Linked DNA regions of Mus musculus: regions 1 and 3 are each linked to region 2. A link is a contact called in public HiChIP or PLAC-seq data. All regions are on one chromosome and are shown on one strand. Each heading gives the region's core, a stretch centred on a gene start, on an enhancer-like site or on the middle of the called end of the contact. The rest is flanking DNA. Distances are from core to core; before and after follow the strand shown. Region 1 has its middle 46 kb from the start of Gm17695. Region 2 holds the start of Paxip1 (PAX interacting (with transcription-activation domain) protein 1). Region 3 overlaps Gm35223 (a long non-coding RNA gene).

Region 1 (2,700 bases), core at 99-2,598, 210 kb after region 2:
AAGAAAGGCTTTGAAAACTGCATGAGACGAAAGGAAGGAGGGAAAGAAGGAAGGAAGGAAGGAAGGAGGGAGGGAGGGAGGGAGGGAGGGAGGGAGGGAGGGAGGGAGGAAAACTTGACAGTGTAGAAGTGAACTCAAAGTTACCAGGTGGAGGCTGAGGAACCAAGTGTGTACCCCTCCCCCATCATTCTCTCCGGACCTAAAGCTCACTGTTACCTTCGGAATCGATGCAGTTTCCTTTACTATTAAGGATTGAGAGAAACCAACACAGCAGCATCAGGACCAGCATGGCAGCTGAGACGGGGCACTACATTTCTTAGGGAGATCCAAACAAACATCTCTTCCCCTCAGACAAGGCCCCTCTAATGCACTAACGGAGTCCACGCAGAGATAACTTGGTGGAGCAATGAGCTCGCTGCCCTTACCTAAAGGAGCCTGAGTTCAGTGACACACTTCCTCCAGCAAGGCCACAGCATCTAAACCTCCTCCAAACACCAACAACTGGGCACCAAACATTCAAACCACCACAAGGATAACCTGCTTTCTTCCTGGAAAAACAAATAGGACCAACCCTGAAACAGCTGTTGAAAGGCACCTGTTTCTCTCCTTCTGAGCCACTGTGTACAGTCCCAGAGGACATCAGTCTCACTGGATTCTGGAAGTGTTGTCTGTGAATTGCCGAGTTCACATATGGCAGCTCATCTGATCCACCGAGGCCCTGGGGCAAGGGAATAAAGCTGCCTCTGTTTCACTTCTCTGCCCTGTGGGCCTGGGGTGACAGGCAGGGGGTCGGAGTAGAGTGCGCGTCTTTTGCTGTGATAAAATACCCTGATCAAAAGAGGGAGAAGGGGGTTTGCTCACTGCTCGAATTTCCAGGTTATAGTCTATGAGGGAGGGAAAGTCAAGGGAGGAGGAACTTGAAGCAGCTGGTCACCTGTGGTTAGTAGCAGAGGGCATGACTGCACACATGCTGCTGCTCTCTTGTAGGAGAGCCTTTCCTCTTTACACAGTCCAAGGCCCAAACCCAGGGAATGGTACTTCCAAGTTTAGGCTAGGTCCTAGGTCCTCCCACATTGGTTAAGGAAACCCAGATAATCTCCTACTGACAAGCTCATGGGCCAATCTGATGTAGCTGGCCTCTCTGATTAATGGGGGAACTCTTTGTTAGTCCTCCAATCTGGATGTCTTCTAGAAACCTCCAACTAGCCTACATTGAGGTCAGTGCCTTGCTGAAATGGCCAGACACACTCGGTGGAGACACCGAAAACTTGGGCATGTGTGGGAGCACGTACTCAGGCTCACCTCCATTGTCCCACCAAGTAAACAGTAACTCGGTGTTGAGATATCGTCAATATTTACCTCTCGAGTTGATATAACCTGGTGTTTACGTCTGTGGTCCACTGAATGGCTTTCTCACTAGCTATCATTACCCACATAGCCCCAGCATGGAGGTCAGCGAAAAGCAGCAGGTCACAGACCCCTCACAGAGTAGAGATCATTGGGACTGCCTTTGCTCTTTGACCTCATAGTTCCTGGGTGGTTCTGAAGGTCCTATCACCTATCAGTGACACTAACTGGCCTCTAGTTGAATGTGAGAAGCATAGAGTGTGTGTAGGTGCTGCCTAAGCTTACTAATGGCAGAAATTGGAGGAGACAGCTTTCTAGTTCAATGGAGTAAATAACAAACTGACTCTATATGGCCACACACACAGCATTTTATAATACACACACACACACAGAGAGAGAGAGAGAGAGAGAGAGAGAGAGAGAGAGAGAGAGAGAGAGCATTTTATAATACACACACACACAGCATTTTATAATAGGGACACACTCTGAGAAATGAGTTCTTGGGTGACCATCCAAACGTACACTTACACAAAGCTAGGTGGAACAGTACATTCACTCCACAGTCTCTTGATACATCCTGGAGTATGGTAAACATGAGATGTATGAGGCTGCTTTGGTGACCTCGTGCACTATTTTATTATATATTACACAGACATATATATGTAATTTTATGTATTTTCATTATAAAGAGAAGAAGCACCCTGTAAAATAACAACAAAACAATAGTGTCTTCAGTAAAGACAGTAGTCCCTCTCTGTCACCCAGTGTCACTGCTGAGCACAGGGCTCCGTTCTATAATGTGGACTGGATGGTATATGATTAGTAGCACAATAGGATGTATCCCACAGCATCCCAGACACCCTAGGCATGCACTGGACTAGGACATGATAGCTGCCACTACAAGATGGGCAATTTTCAGCTCCATTATTGTGGTCTATATGTGATCCATATTGGCTGGTTTGTGTCAACTTGGCACAAGCTAGAGTCATCAGTTGAGGAAAAGCCTCCATGAGATCAAGATGTAAGGCATTTTTTCTTTTTCTTTTTAAAAATTCAACAGTAGAACACTTGGCATGTATTTACTAGGCCCTGGGTTCCAATTCTAGTATAGAGGAGAGAAAAGAATTTGCCTATTTCCCTGCTATATTTTATATATATATATTTTAGATAGTATTATATAGTCCAGGAAGGCCCTGAGCTATGTAGTTTAAGATGACTGAACTGTTCATTTTTTGAGATGAGGTTTTTCTGTGTAGTCCTGGATATCCCATATCTTGCTCTATAGACCACGCTGGCTTTAACCTCAGATCTTCCCGTCTTTGCCTCCTGGTGCTGAAATTGAAGGTGTGTGCC
Region 2 (2,700 bases), core at 25-2,524:
CTCAGTATTCAAGGGCACTCTTCTACGGCACTCCGTGTACCAGGCCCGATGCCCAGACTGTACTGGGGTGCTCACCACCTGTGAGCTTCCTCAATCTGTATTACAAAACTTAAAGAATGGGTGCCCTGGCTCTAAACCTTTTAAAGAAGGCACTATTTCAGAATACAAGGGCTTACAAGGGGGATTTTTTTAAAGCACTCAGATTTCACACATAGTTGGGCAAACAGCGCAGCTCAATGTGTTCTTGGTTTTAAGTGACATTTAGTCCAAGGCCCTTATAAGAGCAAAAGTCCTAAAACGAAGAACAAGAAAGGGTAAAAGAAGAAATGTGGTGGTAGTAGTGGGGTGATCGGTACTAGAAAAAGTCAGCTACAATCACTGATCACACAACCGAAGACCCAACGGACTTTGGTTACTAGGATACAAGTATGAGTCTCTGGAAAGCCAAGCTCAGTGGCTCTTGGACAATTCCTTCCTTAGGACCCGTTTAGCTTACATTACCAGACACCGAAGGCGACACAACTGTAAGCATAGTTTAGAAAAGAAATGTTTGGGGCACTGTCCTGAAGATACCACGATCACAGCCACTGTCCTGTGGATGGATTCAGACCCACGATCACACGCACGAATCACGGTGACCGTGTAAGCAAGGGTACCTTCCATACCTACCGTACAATCCACCCTAAGGGAAAAATCAGGGGCCGGGAGGACAGGCCCCTTGGCAAGGGACACGCTCAGCAGGGCCCCGGCAAGATGCTCGGCCGGCCGCTGCGCTAGGTCGGTGCTCGCGAGGCCCTTCCCGCGGCCCTTCGCTGCCCGGCGTGCCCCGCGGCTCCGGCCTGGGGTCCTGCAGGGCGCGCGCGCGACGAGGCGGGGGCGTGCGGGGGGAATGGCCCGGCAGAGGGGCCCCGCGCGGGCGGTACCTGCGGGTCGATGTCGCCCACCGCGTAGTACTTGACCTCGCGGAATAGCTCCTCTGGAACTTCGGGCGCCGGCTCCGACATGATCGCGGCGGCGCGGCGGCGCCCGGCCCCGCGTCACCCGGCCCGCCGCGCCCAGCGTCGTAGCTCTGCCTACTGCCCGGCGGCACAGCCCGGCCCGCAGCCGCAGCTGCACTCGGACCCGCGCCCCCGCCCGTCCGAGGCCCGGAGCGCGGGAGCCGTGCGCGCCCTGAGGCACGTACCACCACACCAGCTCGGCAGGGGAGTATGTGGGACCCTCCCGCCTTGCGCGCCGCACAGCGCTCCTTACACCACCGCTTCGGGCATCAGTGCTGATGGTCTACAATAGTTCGTACGGCACATGGCAGCCTTGTCCCGGCCGAGTTTTCACGACCGAGAACCGAGGACACAGAGAGACTATTTCCCTCACATGGCCGCAGTGGACTAGCCAGGGGGCGGGTCCTGGGCGGGACTCCCGTCACCCCGTGCGGCCACCTGACAGCGCATGCGCCAAGGAGGCGGAGCCTCGGCACGGAAGGGGACCTGAACAATCCAGCGTTCGCTCTTCAGCTGTCGCCAGCGCTGCTGTTGGACAGCACGCGATCCGGCCCAGAGTCAGGCAGACCCTGGCTAATGGTTACTTTCCTTCGTCTGCCCCTTCCGCATCTACTGAGGTAGTTGGCGGGGAACTGATCTTCGATGAGGCAGGTTAAGAGCAAAGTAGGAGCCGGCGACATAGCTCAGCAGGCAGACATCTGCCGCCAATCTGAGTTCGATCCCTGGGACACACGTGATGGCAAGCAAGAACCGGCTCCAGCAAGTTGTTCTCTGGCCTCCACAAGCACACTGTTGCGCACACACGTACACACATTACACACACACTCTCTAAATAAATGTACATTTTTCTACGTGTATTGGAGTTTTCCCTGCATGTATGTATCTGCACCCTGTGAGTGTCTGGTGCCCACAACAGTCAGAAGGTGGCTTCAGGATCCCCTGGAACTGAAGTTACACGACACGTGGGTGTTGGGAACCAAATTTGGAGATGCTGCAAGAGAACCAAGTGTTCTGAACTGCTGAGCCGTCCAACCCTCGGTCAACATAGTTTTTAAAGGTAAACAGCAAAATCTATAAAAATTATCTTAGCAGATAATTATATTAAATATGGATGTGTAAAGTTACAGGAAACAATGACAAGCTGAAACTGCTGTGGGGCGCTCGCAGAATGACAAGTCCCGCAACTCGTGATACTGCTCTTTAATCAAGTTTTGTGTTTTCTGTGACCTTCATGCAGATAGAGTGTTGTTCTTTTTTTTTTTTAAGATGTATTTATTATTATAATATGTACGTACACTGTAGACACATCAGAAGAGGGCATCAGATCTCATTACTGATGGTTGTGAGCCACCTTGTACCTTGTGGTTTCTGGGATTTGAACTCGGCCTTTGGAAGAGCAGTCAGTGCTCTTAACCGCTGAGCCATCTCCCCAGCGCCCCCCCCTCCCCCCCGGGTGTTGATGTTCTTATAGTCTCAAACGAACTCAGAGCAGAGCCATTTTGTTTTACAGCGATCAGAAAATAAGCACCCTGTTTAAGTTGGATAAACTGAGTTCAGTTAGGTTAAAAACAAATGGCTTGGCAATTAGGATCATTTACTGCTCTAGCAAAGGACCCAGATTTGATTCCTGACATCCACACGGATGTTCACAGCCACCTATAACTTCAGTTCCAGGAGCTCCAATACCCTTCTGGTGTCTGAG
Region 3 (2,700 bases), core at 182-2,681, 250 kb after region 2:
TCTTTTGCTAGGGGAGTCATTTCCTAGGATACATAGAGGTGGGATCATTTTATAGACACTAGCTAGCACATGTTCTCACTAATGGGATGTTGTCCCTGGGTGTTGTATAAATAAAGCTGTTGGATAGGGTCACTTCAGCTTGTCTAATGGCTCAATGGGTCTGTCAGGGCCTCCTGGTCACTCAAGCTCTCCTGGAAGAGAAGGCTGAGTGGAACACCACTCCTTTTAACTCGCCATAAATACAGAGAGGATGACAGGGACCAGAGTCCCCACAGCCCTGAGAACTTCCCCAAGCAGAGCTCCAGATTCACCCTCCACTGATAGTGCCCATCATGAGCAGGGACAGTGGCCACTATCAGGGTCCCAGGTTCATGCCCATTTATGACCTTTGTTCCTGTTAAGAGGTGAACTATGTACTCCTGAAGCTCACATGTCACAGAATTAACCTTTAGTACCTGGAAAGGTGGCCTTAATAGGAGACAGGCTATTACAGGCTGATATAAGAAGACAAAGCAAACCTACAAGGGAAAGATGAAAGAAAGAAAGAAAGAAAGAAAGAAAGAAAGAAAGAGAGAGAGAGAGAGAGAGAAGAGAAGAGAAGAGAAGAGAAGAGAAGAGAAGAGAAGAGAAGAGAAGAGAAGAGAAGAGAAGAGAAGAGAAGAGAAGAGAAGAGAAGAGAAGAGAAGAGAAGAGAAGAGAAGAGAAGAGAAGAGAAGAGAAGAGAAATGTCCACTAAGGTCATCAGCCATAACTACAGATAGAGAGGCCTAAAGGGCTCAAAGAGCTAATCCTTTGAAACTGGGTCCATCTCTCTCACAGTCACAACTGAGACACTATTTACAGTGCTGATGCCACCCTGTCTATAGAACCAGGCATCTCTCATGATGAATTTCCCAACCATCATTGACTTTTCCAGTTTGGGTCAGATCAATTATGCCTGACGCCACCTCTCCCAACATCTACTACTAAGCAGGTAGCACAGGAGGAGGAGGAGGTGTGGAAAGGGAAGTGGGTGGGGACATAGGTTGGAGACACTTATAGAAAAAGAAGACTCTCCAGAGTTTCTACAGAGTGAGGTCATGAGCTGGAGCCCAGATGCTAGGCATCTTAAGGAAGCAAGGGCAGCAATGGAAGTCTTGGGACTTGTCAGTGAAACAGGCAGTGTCTCTAGGAAGTGCAGATTCAGCAAAGCAGACCTGAAACATCAAGGCTTGTTCTTTCTTACTCTGGCCTCTGTGTGGTGCAGAAGTTAGCTGCTGTTCCCAGAGCTAGTTCAGACAATGGAGAATAGACATTATACTCTGCTCTGCAGGTGACAACAGGTCAGCAGACCTTTGTCCCAATAGATCTCTCAGTGGTCAGACACCCTCCAGATTCCCTTATCCCAACATGGTCCTGGCATTTGTCATCAGTGCTGAGACAGTCCAGCTGCCACTTCTCTTGGTTCAGCCCAGTCTTGTGACAGTATATGGGGTGACTCAGCCACTTTTCCTGAATGGTAGTCTTTCCAAGGGGTGTTGCCACTTTGCACTTGGGAGACACAGCCAAGTTCTCAAAAACATCCTGTTTCTGAACTTGGCTCACGAGAAGGAAAGCAGAGAGGTCCGAAACCAGATCTCTGAGCTGCATGGGGTGCTGGGAGGAGTCAGGGTCAGCCAGAGGGCAGGGAGGGGAAGTGGCGTGGAGCTATGTTTAATTAAGGGGTAGGTGGCAAGATTAGTGGCAGATGTGAGAAGAGGGTCTCACATGCCACCTGCAAGAAGCATTTAGAAAACTGGAACTGGGAATCAAAAGTCATCCAAGTCACAGGAGCTCCCCCACATTGCCACACTGGTCTGTGGTGGTAACAGAAGTAGATTCCATATCCAGTGGGCTTTCCTAGAGGGCCTGGAAGGACAGAGCTGGTTCCCAAATGCTGCTTACTGTTACAGTGTGGGAAGGAGGTCAGCTTTCACAATCACAATCCTGCCTGAAAACACAAGCTCTCAAGAAAACGTGTGCTTGCAACACAAGTGCCTGAAGAGGGAAACGGCTGTGCTGTTGTAGTCTCTCCCCTTTCCCCCGCATGTCAATGTGCCAATTGCAGCAGCTGGAAGAATCTGCTGCAATTGGCACATCGTGACGAGAGGGCATAACAGAGCTGTGACAGTGAAGCCTGCCACAGGGTCAGAATTCATTTTTTTCTTCATTAATAATATCCTAATTTGCATCATTAATATGTCATGATCCATGAGCACAGGCAAATAATGGTACAACTGCTGAACAAAAAAATGCCACCTGCGGAGCAAAGAGAACAAACACACTTACATGCAGGAGACATCAGTTCCCCCAAACCTCACCAGCATCAAAACAGCTATTTGAGGAATGCAGAGAGGACTATTCTCCATGGCTCTATGGGAGGAGGAGCTCTGGGTGTACCTACCACTCCCAGGCTACCATTGGACAAACCTGAAAATTCCAAACAAAGCTGATGAGAGCCCGCTGGCTAAGCTCCTTGCCTGGTTTCTCCAGCTGGCCCCAGGCCAAGAGGCGGGATGTTTCAGGCCACAGTGGTGCCACCCCATCAGCCCAGATCCACCTCTTTCTGTGACTGCAAACCTCAGCTATTTTTGGCCAGCCAGCCTGTGTCAGGAAGTGGAACAGGATGATGAGCCCAGAGAAAAAAACACCTGTGGGATGTATTCAGCTATGTGCCAGACT

What was found. HiChIP or PLAC-seq counts read pairs in DNA pulled down with a chosen protein or histone mark.
Region 1: a contact with region 2 is called in an H3K27ac HiChIP or PLAC-seq map of extraembryonic endoderm stem cells, with 4 times the contacts expected there. The contact joins the enhancer-like site here to the promoter of Paxip1 in region 2. A contact is called at or near these places in 2 of 39 promoter capture datasets (the 3T3-L1 cell line and the C10 cell line), 1 of 484 Hi-C or Micro-C datasets (nephron progenitors), 7 of 115 datasets of contacts at active chromatin or transcription factors (the 230-238 cell line, bone marrow-derived macrophages, embryonic limb bud and 3 more) and 2 of 9 other capture datasets (adipose tissue and liver).
Region 3: a FOXA1 HiChIP or PLAC-seq map of pancreatic cancer cells shows a contact between it and region 2. The contact joins the enhancer-like site here to the promoter of Paxip1 in region 2. A contact is called at or near these places in 1 of 39 promoter capture datasets (cranial neural crest), 1 of 484 Hi-C or Micro-C datasets (liver) and 6 of 115 datasets of contacts at active chromatin or transcription factors (bone marrow-derived macrophages, embryonic stem cells, extraembryonic endoderm stem cells and 2 more).

The regions. Positions count from the first base shown.
Region 1 is chr5:27,996,568-27,999,267 of GRCm38.p6, forward strand. No RefSeq gene overlaps it. Among named protein-coding and RNA genes, the nearest start is that of Gm17695, 46 kb to the left of the region's middle. Within about 2 kb of position 1,349, at least 11 of the 459 cell types and tissues checked have an H3K27ac peak or open chromatin away from gene starts, as enhancers often do. A contact at or near this core is called in extraembryonic endoderm stem cells and liver, where this site is marked.
Region 2 is chr5:27,790,276-27,792,975 of GRCm38.p6, forward strand. It overlaps Paxip1 (PAX interacting (with transcription-activation domain) protein 1), which reads right to left and starts at 1,275. Exons shown (of 21, transcript NM_018878.3): 1 at 924-1,275. The coding sequence starts at 1,004.
Region 3 is chr5:28,035,825-28,038,524 of GRCm38.p6, forward strand. The region is part of intron 1 of Gm35223 (a long non-coding RNA gene); the gene reads right to left. Among named protein-coding and RNA genes, the nearest start is that of Gm26608, 19 kb to the right of the region's middle. Within about 2 kb of position 1,432, at least 166 of the 459 cell types and tissues checked have an H3K27ac peak or open chromatin away from gene starts, as enhancers often do. A contact at or near this core is called in bone marrow-derived macrophages, extraembryonic endoderm stem cells, hepatocytes and 2 more, where this site is marked.